Linked DNA regions of Rattus norvegicus: all the other regions are linked to region 2. The links are chromatin contacts, called in public Hi-C maps. All regions are on one chromosome and are shown on one strand. The core of a region is the stretch at or near the end of the contact, and the rest is flanking DNA. Distances in the headings are between cores, read along the strand shown. Region 1 holds the start of Frmd6 (FERM domain containing 6). Region 2 has its middle 140 kb from the start of Frmd6. Region 3 has its middle 36 kb from the start of Tmx1.

The links. A called contact is a pair of places that touch in the nucleus more often than the background predicts.
Region 1: a contact with region 2 is called in a Hi-C map of the A7r5 cell line, with 2.5 times the contacts expected there. The contact joins the promoter of Frmd6 here to the enhancer-like site in region 2. A contact is called at or near these places in 1 of 12 Hi-C or Micro-C datasets (the A7r5 cell line) and 1 of 1 datasets of contacts at active chromatin or transcription factors (oligodendrocytes).
Region 3: a contact with region 2 is called in a Hi-C map of frontal cortex, with 3 times the contacts expected there. The contact joins two enhancer-like sites. A contact is called at or near these places in 3 of 12 Hi-C or Micro-C datasets (the A7r5 cell line, frontal cortex and psoas muscle).

The regions. Positions count from the first base shown.
Region 1 is chr6:95,079,234-95,083,727 of GRCr8, forward strand. It overlaps Frmd6 (FERM domain containing 6), which reads left to right and starts at 2,753. Exons shown (of 14, transcript NM_001399291.1): 1 at 2,753-2,858. It overlaps LOC134479217 (a long non-coding RNA gene), which reads right to left and starts at 2,622. Exons shown (of 2, transcript XR_010052262.1): 1 at 1,840-2,622.
Region 2 is chr6:94,936,882-94,941,378 of GRCr8, forward strand. No RefSeq gene overlaps it. Among named protein-coding and RNA genes, the nearest start is that of Frmd6, 140 kb to the right of the region's middle. Within about 2 kb of position 1,815, at least 48 of the 93 cell types and tissues checked have an H3K27ac peak or open chromatin away from gene starts, as enhancers often do. A contact at or near this core is called in the A7r5 cell line, where this site is marked.
Region 3 is chr6:94,730,139-94,735,064 of GRCr8, forward strand. No RefSeq gene overlaps it. Among named protein-coding and RNA genes, the nearest start is that of Tmx1, 36 kb to the left of the region's middle. Within about 2 kb of position 2,768, at least 13 of the 93 cell types and tissues checked have an H3K27ac peak or open chromatin away from gene starts, as enhancers often do.

The sequences.
Region 1 (4,494 bases), core at 1,503-4,002, 140 kb after region 2:
ACATAGTCATTGCTAGTTTTTAAAGTCTCCAGATGATCCCAACATGCTGACAGGTTTGAGAAGAACTGGTTCCAGACAAACTCCTGTTCCCAGGGGTGTCTAGCGTTCTTCCTGGAGGTTCCCAGCCTGTACACTGTTCCTCCAGAGCAGCCCTACCTCAGCCCTGTGGAGCCTGCAGCTCTGTAACAGTATGTCCATTCTCCCAATCTGCTATAAAATTCGGGAGTATTTTTAATCTTTGAATCCCGGGGCTAACCCTATGCTCCATTGTTGGGAGTACTTAACACACCCATGGATTAGATCCAAAGAAAAACAATACTAAAAATGTATCATGCTGATATTTAAATGCTTCAGAAAAAGTAATAATTTAAGATATGCAGAATGCATCACTTGGTGAAGTGGTCTACTTCAGAGAAACATCTCATTGCACCAGTGAAAATAAACTAGATCCCAGCATCAAAGGGTAAAACCAGACTACACACAGAACTGCATTCCTCCTAGTGAGGAGCACATTAGGAACATCCTGTGGTAAGGAACACATCCTTTCTCAGTCCCCTCTCTACCTTTAGTGGACTGTTTGCTGCTTCCAAGTGGCATTTTGTGTTGCAGGGGTTTATAAAACCAACTCGGATAGTTCAAAATGGTTTACAAACCTTTATCATGTAAGAGTGACTATTGTGGACTTCAAACTGTTTTTTTGTTTTTTTTTTTTTTCTTTTCTTTTCTTTTTTTCGGGGCTGGGTACCGAACCCAGGACCTTGTGCTTCCTAGGCAAGCGCTCTACCACTGAGCCAAATCCCCAACCCTGGACTTCAAACTGTTAATGTGACCATTACAATTCAGAAAAACAACTCACATAGTAAATTTTATCACAATCTAGCCTTGGACAGTAAGTCAGATCTTAAACACACTTTTTTTTAAGCTCCTTAAAATACTTTGCTCTTTGTGTTGCCTAATTATTTTATAATTGCAATTATGTTTCACAGTCTAACAATATGCTGGGGTTTTTTTTCTCAGCTAGATTTTGATATATGTAACCTGAAAATAAATCAGATTTAGGAGCTCTTTTCCAAAACAGTCATATGTTTATTTGTATGCCATTTATCTCATTAGACATCAATTAATTACCAATTAATATCCAATGTTCTGTTTTTTCCCAAGACAGGGTTTCTCTGTGTAACCCAGGTTGTCCTGGAACGCACTCTGTACACCAGGCTGGCCTCAAACTCAAAGATCCACTTGCCAGACTCTGCCTCCCAAGTGCTGGGATTAAAGGTCTGTACCACCATGGCCCACCAGAATGGTGGGCTAGTTTTTATATCAATTTGATTGACAAAAGGCTAGATTATTTGGGAAGAGGGCACCTCCACTGAGAAAATGCCCCCAACCACACTGGCCTTCGGTTAATTTTCTAAATGATGATTGACGTCAGATGGCGCTGCTCACAGGAAAGGGAGGAGTTACCATCCCTGGCTTGGTGGTCCTGCATACTTAAAGAAGCACGCTGAGCCTGGCCAGTAAGCAACATTTCTCCATGCCTTTCCGTCAATTTGGATGCCAGGTTCCTGCACTGAGTTCTTGTCCTGATTTCCCTCAGCGATGCAGGGTGGCCTGCAAGTTGTATACTGAAATAAACACTTTGCTTTTGGTCATGGTGTTTAATCACAGCAATCAGCGATCTCAAAGCTAGCTTCTATGGATATCAAGTGTTCTTCCTCAGGTGTCTGCACCTAAATGAGAAAGCTAGACGCTCAGGCCCTCCTCTCTGGAGCAGCAACGTTCACAGAACACCCTGAAGCTTGTAGCTCTGTGGGTGCCAGTTGGGGTCCCTCTACTTACGATGCCAGGCATCCCAGCAGATCCAGATGGGAGCAGAACAAAAAGGACTTCTTCACCTGTCTACCAAAAGGAGCAATGAGACCTCCATTCTGCTGGGGTCTTTGGGAATAATGAAATCATTTAGGCTGTCTTTTGCACTGCTCACCGCAACGAAGGCCACCTTCACCAAGGGTAAACATCATTTTGAGGGCCACAGGCAGAGGCTATTTCAACCTGGGGAGACAGACTGAGCGGGGGCGGATGGGCTTGGGCGACACTCACAGCCCACATGCAGGATAAAACTGTGAGGGCGAAGTGGGTGCCGGACGGGAGGGGACAGAGGAGTCACGAAGTCTCCAGTACTAGGGACCGCCTCTCTTCGCAGAGGCCGCCCCAGTTTTGAATTATCAAGCGGTGGCTCAGGTAAAACAACCATTCCCAGGTAACCCGTCTAGGCCGGTGAGGGAGCGTCAGGGGACTAGGGTGTGTAGAGGGCAATAGCGGAGAAGAGAATCTTTTAGACGGAAGGGAGAGTCGACAGTCTATTGCCCTCCCCCCGGCCTCGGTGCCACAGGAAAGGCATGCAAAGCAGAGTCCACTTTATATAACCCAGTTGAGCCCGGCTCGGTTATCCGATGCCTAGAGGAGTGAACACTTCCTTCGCGTTCTCCGGTCCCTGGGTCTCTTCACCCCTCCGCAGGTCTCTTGGTTGGGTCCGGGGCGGGGCGGGGCGGGACAGGGAGAGCAGCGCTCCACGTGCAGCCGCGATCCCCCCCCCCCCGCCCCAGCTCTCTGCTTCTTCCGCTGCTTGGTCTCCGCCTCCAACTCGAGGTGGGGCGGGGCCTCGGGCAGGGAGGGCGTGTCTCGGGCGGGCCGTGGGCGTGAACTCGAGGGGGCGGAGCGGAAGGCGTGGGCGGGGGGCGGGGCAGCTGCAGTGTGGGTCTGGCGGCAGCGGGAGAGCTGGGAGCTGCGAGTAGGCTCGGCGCCGCTGTAGCAGACGCCGATTCTGAGTCGGACGCCTGGCTCTGGCGACTTTGGAGGTACGCGCGGGTGCAGGCGCCGGCCTGCTGGCCCCCTTTCTGGGACGGCGCGCCCTGGCCGCCGCTGTGCCCCCTGCTGGTCTAAAGTGCGATTCCGGGCTTTGCGGCTCTCGGCGTCTTTCTTCTTTCTCACGGGGCTCTGGGCGTCGGGCACCGGGCGGGCAGGTCGCCTCTCCGCGAGTTGGAGCTCGCCCACGCTGGGGCGGGAGGCCGGGGCCCCCAGGCAGCCGCGACCGCGGGGGAGGCGCGGAGCTAAGGGCCCGGGCTCTGCGTTTCTGCGCCCAGGACTCTGGCTCGAGGGGCGCCTGTCTGTAGTGCCCCGTCTGTGACTAACTGGGACCAGCCGTGAGTCCCGTGCACCCGAGCGATGTGCGGTATTGCCTGTTGTGCACGCAGGCCGGGCAGCCAGCTTGGGAAGGCACCCCAGCGCGGCTGTCCCGTATCCCCGCCAATGCCTAGTGTGGGAAACCCCTGAGGGGAGCCTCGGGGACACACGAGTCCGGGGTGCGGCCTGCAGAATTTTGGTTTCTGGAGGAACTTATCACGACCAGGTAAAGGAGACCACTAGCCTTCCCTCCGGGAAAGCCGGGATGTGAACAGATCGGGGCCACCCATGTGAAGTCTACAGGATTTAAACAACACTTGGAGTTCTGGCATGGCTTAGCCTAATGGTGGAGCGCTTTCTTAAAGGCAAGGAATAGATGGAAAGCTGTCAAAACAAGCACATTTAAAGTTGAAATAAAAGCTGGCACAATTTTCAGACCGTACAGTTTTGTGGCTAGTGTCGGAAGAAATACTGCCTCAGTGGCCCTCTTACACCTTTTGGGGATTTGTTTATTTATTTATATAAGCAGCCAGTATGTTTTGCTAGCATTGCCCCCCGGGAGCTGTGTAGTGCCCACAGTGGGGAAGGAAAACTTGTGCAAGGGTTCTCGGCACGTGTGAACGTGGAAGGAAAAGTGTATACCTTGCCAGATTTTCCACACATGATTCCCTCCTTTCTTTGGACCAAGTGATGTGTTTTTGTTTTGTTTTGTTTTGTTTTTTACCGGTTTTCGAAGCATCTACTTTTAGCTTTTGCATGAAATACCCCCTGTTGCCACAGTGTGTAGTTTGGGGATTAGAGAATGCTTTTGGAGAAAGCTGCTAGTGGCTTCATTTTCCAAGAATGTAAGTCATTTCCTTTCTGTGGTTTCAGGGAGTTGATACTTCACAGCATCAGAAACTCTGTGGGGAAATTTTTCCGTAATACATCTGTCATTTAAAGGGCTTGTGACTTTTGAGTTTTCTTAAGGACTGTGCATAAATTTAGGCCCGTCATTGTTAAAAGGACAAAAATCGGTTTTGTTTGTTTGTTTTCTCCTATCCCGAATCTAGAGTATTGAGACTGCAGTAGAAAGTTTTAACAGCCAAGACCTTGCAAATGGCTTGCAGGATGGAGAGTGGGGGGAGGGGAAGAGTGCAGAAAGGAGCAGGAAAACAGATGCCTTTTGCTCTGGTCCTTTGTAGTAAAACTTCTAGCACCTAATCATTTTCCTTGGGTGTGGTTTTGAGAAATTATAGTTTTACGTTAAAAATGAGAATACTCCACAATTGGAGGTGGTTGACATTGAAATGTGAGGTTTTTAAGGGGAGG
Region 2 (4,497 bases), core at 565-3,064:
CACACACCACACACACACACACACACACACACACACACACACACCACACACCACACACACACACACATACACACACACCACACACACACACATACACACCACACACACACATACACACACATCACACACATCACACACCACATACACACACACACATACACACACACCACACACACACACACACCACACACACACACACCACACACACACACATACACACCACACACACACATACACACACATACACACACATCACACACATCACACACCACATACACACACACACATACACACACACACCACACACACACACACACACCACACACACACACACACACCACACACACACATACACACCACACACACACATACACACACATACACACACATCACACACATCACACACCACATACACACACACACCACACACACACACACATACACACACACCACACACATACACACATATACACACACCACACACACGCATACACACACAAACATATACACACACATACACACACCACACATACATACATACACATACATACATACATACACCACACACACCACACATACACACACACCACACACACACACACACCACACACACACACACACACCACACACACACACACACACACACACACACGATTTCACTTAAAAATAGCAGCATAGAAAAGCCCAAGGACTATGTACTACAATGTTCCCATTATTATTGTAAGCTGGTATTTTTTACCCTTTAATTTTCTGAAGTTTTTGAAATTATAAAATATTAGTTATGTAATGAGAGAGGGGAGGCAGGGGGAGCAGAGAGGGGGAGGTAAGGGGAGAAGAGAGGGAGGATAGGGGAAAAGCAGAGAGAGCATAAACTATAGCCACTTAGATGTCTCATCCAGAATTCCAGTTCCCAGCTTTGCAGTAGCCTCAGGGCAGCCTGGCTGGTGTAGACACTTAGGGCAGCAGAAAAGTGGGGGTGCCAGTATTTCTAAAATCCTAGCTAGTCACAGATCCATATGAGGACATTTGGAAGACACTGGGCACTATAGCAACTGGTGGCCCTGAATAATTCATGACCATGGGTCTTTTCAAAATTCTACTATAAACAAAAATCATGAAAGAGAGATCAGTGTGTCTGAGCTCACACACAGCAAGGCGGCTAGAAGCAGATTCTAAAACTCGTGACCTCGTCTTTCCTGGATGTGTTTGTCCACCTACACAGCCAGCTCATGGAGAGCCTGCTACGTTCCCCTCCGTTTGAAGTCCTTCGGAGTGTTTGTTGAACGCACAACCCAGGGAAAGCCAAAAGGGGCGTGCTGAGCATTGCATGAGGAGTGTCAAGGGAAGGTCTGGGGTGCAAATAGTTCCACACTGCTTCTGGATCATTCCGTAGTCCTGGAGGCCAGGCAGGAAGCAAGGCGATTCCCTTGGTGCTGAGAGCAGGTACTCTACCTTCCAAGCTGCCACCTTGCCTTTCACCATTCCTTTCCCTGCAGTGTGCCCATGTGGACTCCATCTTGGACTCTAGAGCCACATTCTGGGCCCCTTAGTCCCTCAGCCCTACTAGCAGCTGTCCCTGTGGCTAGAGAAGGTTACGTCCTTAAGGAGGTAGGTGGGGAGCACTCAGCCAGCTCCTAACCGGTAACCTGCTGGGTTAGTCACACTCACCCTACCTGATACCCTGGACACATCCTCCCCTACCCCGGGCCTCTTCCAGCTCCTTTGGGCTGCTCAGACTCGTGAGTCTAGATAGAGGGCTCCTGAGCTGGCAGTGACAGCAGTTTAGCCAAGTCTGTCCCCAGAGCAAATTGTCTGGGCTCTCTGCCAGCAGCTAAGGAAACCCTGGCCCATGGAACAGGAACGGAGCACTCTCGCTGCTAATCACGTATTCACAGAGGAGACGTCCCTGCATCCCTGTCCTTTCCCACAGGTCCTCGCCCTCAAGCCCCTGCTTGTCCTGGAGCCTGCTGGAGCAGAGAGCAAAGATGGGAACAGGCAGTGGGCTGGTGTCCAAAACTCCAGGAAAAGTCAAATAAATGATCCAAAAAACAAAACAAAAAAAAAAACCCAAATAACAAATAACAAAAATGGCCCATTTTCAAAAGGCATGACTAGATAGCACAGATGAGAACAAGTGAGCCATTTTGCCTGGAAAGTTTATTGCAGCCCACTATGGGCACCTTCTCCTCCCCCTCCCTTCCCCAAACAAACAGTTCTGTGAGTTATGTCTTAAAACAAACTATAATTAAATCCTCTTGTCTACAAAGTTGATTTCTCTGTGATGTCTCTGAGCTGTTTTGATTCTTCCCTGCCTCAACTCGTCCTTTCTCTTAGGCCTTGCTCTCTCTTCCCACCCCATTCTTTAGACCTGGTTCTTCCTCTCTCTGTCCCTACATTCCTGACTGAAATCATGAATTGAGGCTGGCAGTCATTGTCTGACTACAAAAGACTGAGACTTGTGGCTTTTAAAAAGTCATCTTGAAAAGACAAGGTGGAGAGGTGACTCAGTGGTTAGTGTGTGCTGCTCTTCCAGAGGGCTCAAGTTTGGTTCCCAACATTCCTATCAGCTGGCTCACAACCACTCGTAACTCCAGGTCTGGGAAACCTGACTCCTCTGGGCCTCTGCAGGAATGCATGTGGACACATACACACACACACACCTTTTTTTTTTTTTTTAAGTCAAGAATAGATGAAGGCTATCCTTCTAGTACAAGTCCAGGAAGTTAAACCTTCATATGACTGCCCACCACTATTATAAATGTCTGTGTAAGTCCTTGTCTGGGATCACTTCTAGGGATGCTTTACAGGGTGTAGGAGAGATTCCAAAGCCAGACCTCCTTTTTTTTTTTTCCCTTGATGGATTTTCTTCCATCAAGTTTGATTCTAAACTACAAATTTCAATGAGAAAAGAATAAAATATTCTAGAAGGTTGTAGATTTGCCACTAGTAACAATATACGTCTGTGTGTGTGTGTGTGTGTGTGTGTGTGTGTGTGTGTGTGTGTGTGTGTGTGTGTGTGTGTTTTAAATAAGTCTCTAGGATAATCCAAGTGGAGGCGCTCCAAAACAAAATTTCCAAACCAGAGAAACATGGAGGCCAGGCACAAAAAAGTACTGAGGCTGGGTTTCTTACATTCAGAAAAGTTGAAAGTCACTTTTTAAATCATTGCTCCTGAGCCTGTCCTATGAGGAGCCGGGTTCTGAACTCTTCACTCCGTTAATTCTCCCGCCAGCTCCATGAGGAATCTGGGGCTTGGAGATCCTTACCCCTGTGAGTTTGGCTGGTAAGAGAGCATCCTAGAGGCTAACATCCTGGAGCGAAACAGAAAAGCAGGCGTGTGTAGTCGTGATGAACTTTTGCAGAGTGAAATGCTAGATTGTAAATCGGGGTTGTGCAGTTGTACTGGGAAGCACACACACCTTTGGTAGGTTTTAGAATGCACAGATGTCCTGTGTAAGAGATGTGAGGATCCTGTCTGTCACCGTTTTACAGATGGGAAAGCTGGAGAAAAAAAAAAAAGATGTTAGGTTTCTTGGAACAGGAAAAAGTAGCTAAAGGGGTCGAAGTTTACAAGTAGACATTCTATTCTCTTTTCAGTCACAGTACTTTACAATGAGTATTTGTGTAGGGATCACATGACTCTGTCTGTCACTTTGGTCCTCTTCCACACAGGACTAGAAATGAGGTGCACTCAATTTGGGGCCCCGCCTCTGTGATAATCTGAAATCTAGCCGTGCCATCCTTTAAGTTCCCCATCTTTAAAGAGTTGGCCCAGAGCTGGGGTGGTAGGTAATCATTACGCATTCTAAAATGTTGTGTATTGTGGCAATTTAATTAGTGTTTATAAAGTACTGAGAGATCCTCAGATGAAAGGTACTCAACCAAAAAACAATTATCCCAGGATCCTTCCCACGGTCCTGCTCTAGATCTGAAGGCCAAAGCAAGAGGAGCTGAGTCTGAGCCTGGGAGGCCCAGGAAACAGACATAAGCTGTGTGTTTGGGGGGGGGGGGGTAGACATTAAGCAGAGTGGAGGTTTATTTTTGGTTGCTGAAAAGCCAGGCCGGTGAACCGCTGCAGCTCCAAAAGACAATGTCCTATCACCCATCAAGCCAGCCGCTGAGGAATTGTCAGCCTCAGCAACTGTTTGTCCTCCCAGCGTGGCTCTGATAGCTGGTGTACTCCATCCCACCAACCCCTGCCACCCAAGATAGTTAAAAAGAACTGAAGTAGTTAGGTAGCACGAGTTGTTATGGAGTGTGTGTGGAGGGAGAAGGGAGTGGTTAGAATAGCTGGGGGCCACCTTTCTCCCATTCTGCTACCAGTTACCCTCCGGCCATGTGGGCAATAAGCAAGATTGAGGTTCAATAATGAGGCCACTGCAGCCTCCTGAGAGTCAGGGGCTCCTGTCCTCAGGGCTGTGGTGTGTCCTGGGATTGACCGTGGTGGTGGAAGTGGCGTTTAAAGATGAGTGAGAAGCTTTCTCTTCCCATGCTCTT
Region 3 (4,926 bases), core at 1,518-4,017, 210 kb before region 2:
CTGTATGAAGGTTGTATCATGTGAAAGAAAGCAAGCTGAGCCTGAGCGGCAACTGCCCTTCCATCCCTAGCCCAGCGGGCTAGCTTTCAAAGTGCCTGAGCGTGCTGTGCCCGCCGCTGAGAGAGAAGGCATCAGCCCTAAACAAGCCTGTACACCACTTCCTTTAAGGATCAGGTAACACTGTGGAAGAGGGGGAAGACAGTATGTAAAATTTCAAAGATGGAGTGGCAGGCAAGGAAATGACGTCCTTTAAGACCAGATCCGACCCTTGCGATCCTTTACAGTAACTGGTTATTTGTAAGGGGCCCACACAAGATTGTCTCAGTCAGTCATAGAAGGGGAGGGGGCCCACAGGGCCCTGCCCTGTGCCACTGACCATCACTGGTGTACCCACTGCTCAGCCTACCAGACTCCAGCTCCAAGCCCATGATCACACAGAAGGCACCGGTTAAACTCAATGGATCTCAAAAGGAAATGAAGACATGATCCTAAAAGAAAGATCTGAGGGGGTTGGGTTGGGTATTTAGCTCAGTGGTAGAGCGCTTGCCTAGAAAGCGCAAGGCCCTGCGTTCGGTCCCCAGCTCCGAAAAAAAAAAAAAAAGAAAGATCTGAGGGGAGAATGGGAATGTGGCGGACGGGGTGGGAGGGAGATCTGAGAACAGGGTACAGTGAGCATGGTCGGTATGTACTGCTGAAATTGTCTAAGAACCAGTTTAATTAATAAAATGAAACTGCAGCGGTTAGGATATTTGTTATATCCACACTGTTGGCCTCTAGAGGGAGCACGAAGGTTGCGTTTGTTAAGTAGTAAAGCGCCTTAGAAAGAACTCAGGGCTCACCCGCGGAAACTCACTCAGATCTGTAACCCACGGAAACCCGTACCAGCAGGTGGGGCTATTTCCTTGCAAATAGTCGTACGGGTTTTCTTCCCTCCTTTCTCTGCGCTCCCATCCTTGCCTAGCCTTGAGTAGCTGGAGAGCCCACCCTACAGGCAACTTCTCGCCTAGGAAGTCAGTGTTAAAATTCTAGAGTGCCCAGTTGTTTGCCCAGTCTTTTTTTTTTTTTCTTTTTTTCGGAGCTGGGGACCGAACCCAGGGCCTTGCACTTGCTAGGCAAGCGCTCTACCACTGAGCTAAATCCCCAACCCCTAGAGTGCCCGTTGTTTCTTGCCGGTTTCCTGCCTTGCGGGTGTTTTTTCCTATAACTGTTCCCAATAAACATGGCAACTTTCTCTGAAATAAAAACTCAAAGAATAGCGATCGATGATTTAGTTCTAAATACCTGTCTATTCTCTCCCTCCGATTAAGGCTAAATTCACGGTGGCTGTTCCTGGATTTTAAACGTTCTGTGACACCCAAGAGTTTTCCTTGTCTACCTGGAGTCTGGTTGAGATTTGTTTTTTCTCCTTTGACCCACGGAGACTTTGGCCCCTGGTGCACTGTTTATCGCCAGGGAGAGGCTGTCTTCACTCTGTCTGCCCAACATTAAGCCACCATCTGTGTGTAGCTGGCTCCCAAATACCATCTTTCCATCTGCTTGTCTCTCTACAAGGAATTTTTTAAAAAAAAATTTAGTTTTCTTTTTATTGGTTATTTTTGTTATTTGACAATTTCATGTGTGTACATAATTTATTTTAATTTTGTTGCAATTGTTTTTTTAAATAGCGTTTCACTGTATATAGCTTTGATTGACCTGGAATGCACTTGGTTGATCAGGCTGCTCTTGAACTCACAGAATTCCAACTCTCTCTGCCTCCCAAGTGCTGAGATTAAAGGCGCGGCCACCAAGCCTGGCTTTTGCTGGAATTTTAAGTTGTTTTAAAACAGAGAGCTTGATTTCTTCACATTAGCCTGTTTCTGCCCCAGGAGTCCCCACTCCAGAAAGAAGTCCATCATGTGTTCCTAATTCTTACGTGTTACCTTCCTGTCCACTGTTGTCAGGTGCATTGGCCAATCCTGGAGGTCCTGCTTGGGAAGTATTTCCTCATATGCTTCCTTCCTTCCTGCTCTCTATTCTCCTCTGATAATAGCAAGTTACATCTATCTCATCCAAATATCTGGATAGCTTCCCACAGGAGCAATGATGGCCGTGATTTGGAGAAAGCAATGTGCTTTTCTCTTTTTCCTGACTATGTCTTCAAACGTGCAAGCCAAAAATAAATGAATGAATAAATAAATAAAGTCAAGATCTGATTTTGGACATAAAAAATGGAGTTTTGCAGAAAGACAAGAAGTTTAAAGGTTGCCTTTGAGGGAGACAAAAGATTTTATTAATGTTTTCGGTTTCCAGTTCCACAGCAAGGATTAGCCTGGAAGAATATAAATGTCTACCACAAAGTAGGAGGTGTTTATTATACCAATTCTCAGTGGCAAGACTGTAGCTCGGAAGTGGAGGGCTGTGAGAGTCTGCCCTTCAGCCTGAATAAACCACCGGAGGTGGATGGGGTGCATGGTCTTGTGGATGTCTGACTTTCCCTTCAGGCTGCAGTCTGGAGACAGGCAGGAAAGAGGAAGAGAGGTTCCAGGAGGCCTGCTAAGGAACTTCTTGGCCACCCTGGAGGGTGATGAGATAAAGTAAGCTAGAGATGTCCGAGAGACCGACTGTAATCATGTCCCTCCACATTCGTCTTTCCTCTCAGGATATAAGAACACGGGGTGAGAGCCAGAGTGCCCCTGCGGGCCTGCTGACACGAGGGCATAGAGGCGCCTGAACATCAAACCAGTGAGAGCTGAAGGGAGGGAGGGAGGGAGGCAGTCAGAGAGCCACTAGGGACCAGCTGAAAGGGAGGGACAGACAATAATGTCTACCAGCTGCAATCTCAGCGGCCTCCCTTAATGACACCGCTGAGGATCATCAGCAAAGGGGACAAAACGTAGCTCTGGAAGCCAGAGGACCCCGTGTGGTTTTGAGGACTCTTTCCTCCTAAATCCATGAGCCATCCTCTTCACTAGGGACAGAGCTGGTAATAAAACTGCAGATTAAGCACAGTTCCCCCAAGGGGCAGATTGAACTGTGTTAGTTAGCATGAAGGCTCTCTCCGGACGCATCTGTCTCCCCGGACTGGGGAGGGGCTAGTGGGCAAGCGCAGATCTAGGCGAGTTTGGGTCTCGTTTCCGAACACTGGAGCTCTGGGGTGAATTTGTTGCACCCCGGTACTTGTCTATCCTTGTGCTTCATAGGCGTTCAGGAGTTATAGAACCTTTAAAGGCATGAGAATTGGATGCGATCTCCAGTTGGGCACTGAATGAAACACCAGCACTTCAGTGCCTAGGCCTCGGCGGTGCTGAGCCTGCCAAGCCCCGCCTCAGCCTTTCCTAGCTCCAGGTCTGTAGCTTCATAAGCGTCCCCCAGCCCCTGCTCTGTACTTTGTTCTACCTCCTGCCAGAGCAGATGTCTCCTACCACACTGCTTCGTTCTAGAACACCCCATGCCCCCTCCACGGAGGGTCTGTATGCTGTTTCCTTCTCCCTGCATTTCAGCTCTGGTGCTCTGAGACGACTCTTTAAGCAGCATGGTAGTAGCTTAGTGCTCGATTCACACCCAGGTCTCTGGAGGCACAGGCTAAAGCAGGGGTTCTTAACTGTGGGGGTCGCCAGCCCTTTGGCAAACTTCTGTCTCCAAAAAGATATTTACGTTACAATTCATGACTGCAGCAAAATCGCAACTATGAAGTAGCAGTGGAAATAATATTATGGTTGGGGAGGGTCACCTCACCACGAGGAACTGTATTAAAGGGTCAATAGCATTAGGAAGGTTGAGAACCACTGTGCTAAAGGTCAGGTCAGGAGTCTACAGTTCATAAACGTTCTGCGGGTACATCTGGGTGCAGCCAGCCTGAGAGCTGCTGAACCAGCAGGCGGAGGACAGACTGTTTAGCTCCATAAACTGAGGGAATTAATTGTGTTGTTTTAAATTTCTCAATTAGCACAGAGCTAATGATTCAAACACATTTTATGTCTGAATCTATAGATATTGGCTCTCCTGCCTTTGGAAGCATTTCTCAGTAGCAATTGGAGTCTTCAGAATTTCCACTTGAATGCTAGCTTCAGCTTATAAGGGGAGGAATCAAAATTGAGAAGGCTCGTGAGCATCCCAGTGCAGAGGCACAGCGGTCCCTTTCCTTCTCTAAGCCATAGAACTCCACAGTCTACTGCAGAAAGCTCTCTTAGCTTTAATGAGATCCCCACTGGATCCCAGAGACATCTGCTTTCTTTCCTCTCCGTTCCCTCAGTACTCCAGGGCCTTATTTCCGCGAAGAGCCATGTCATCAACAAGATTAGCATTTCCGGATAAGCCCTGTCCTCAGGAACCTTCTTCTGCTCATTTATTCTCTCATTACCACTCGTAAAAAAGCAGGTGGGCATCTGAGAACCAGGCTGGTCCACATCATGTGCTCATCAATTTAAGTAGATAACTCCATGATAGATGTTTCCTTTTAGGTTATACTGTGGATCTTGTGCGTGTGTGTCTGTGAGTCTGTGTGTTAGTGCATGCACGAATGCACACGCGCACGTGTGTGTGTGTGTGTGTGTGTGTGTGTGTGTGTATGTGCGTGTGGCCAGAGGATGTCAGCTGTCATTCCTCAGGTGCTGTCCACCTTATTTTTTTGAGATAGGATCTCTTACTTCCTTGGAGCTTGTCACGTAGGAGAGGCTGGCTGGTCAGAGAGCCCCAGGCATCCGCTTGTCTCTACTCTCTTCTTTAACGCTAGGGTTTTAAGTACATGTCACCACACCCAACTTTTTTTTTTTCTTGATTTAGATCCTGGGAGAATGGAGCTCAGTTCCTCACATTTGTAACACAAATCTTAGTAAGACATAATTACCTACAGTGAATTATATCCATTTAGGTGAAGGCAGTTTTGTCACCAAGTAAGATTTTACAAATGTCTGTAATAAGTTTCCTCAGGGCTACGGGGGTCAGTCT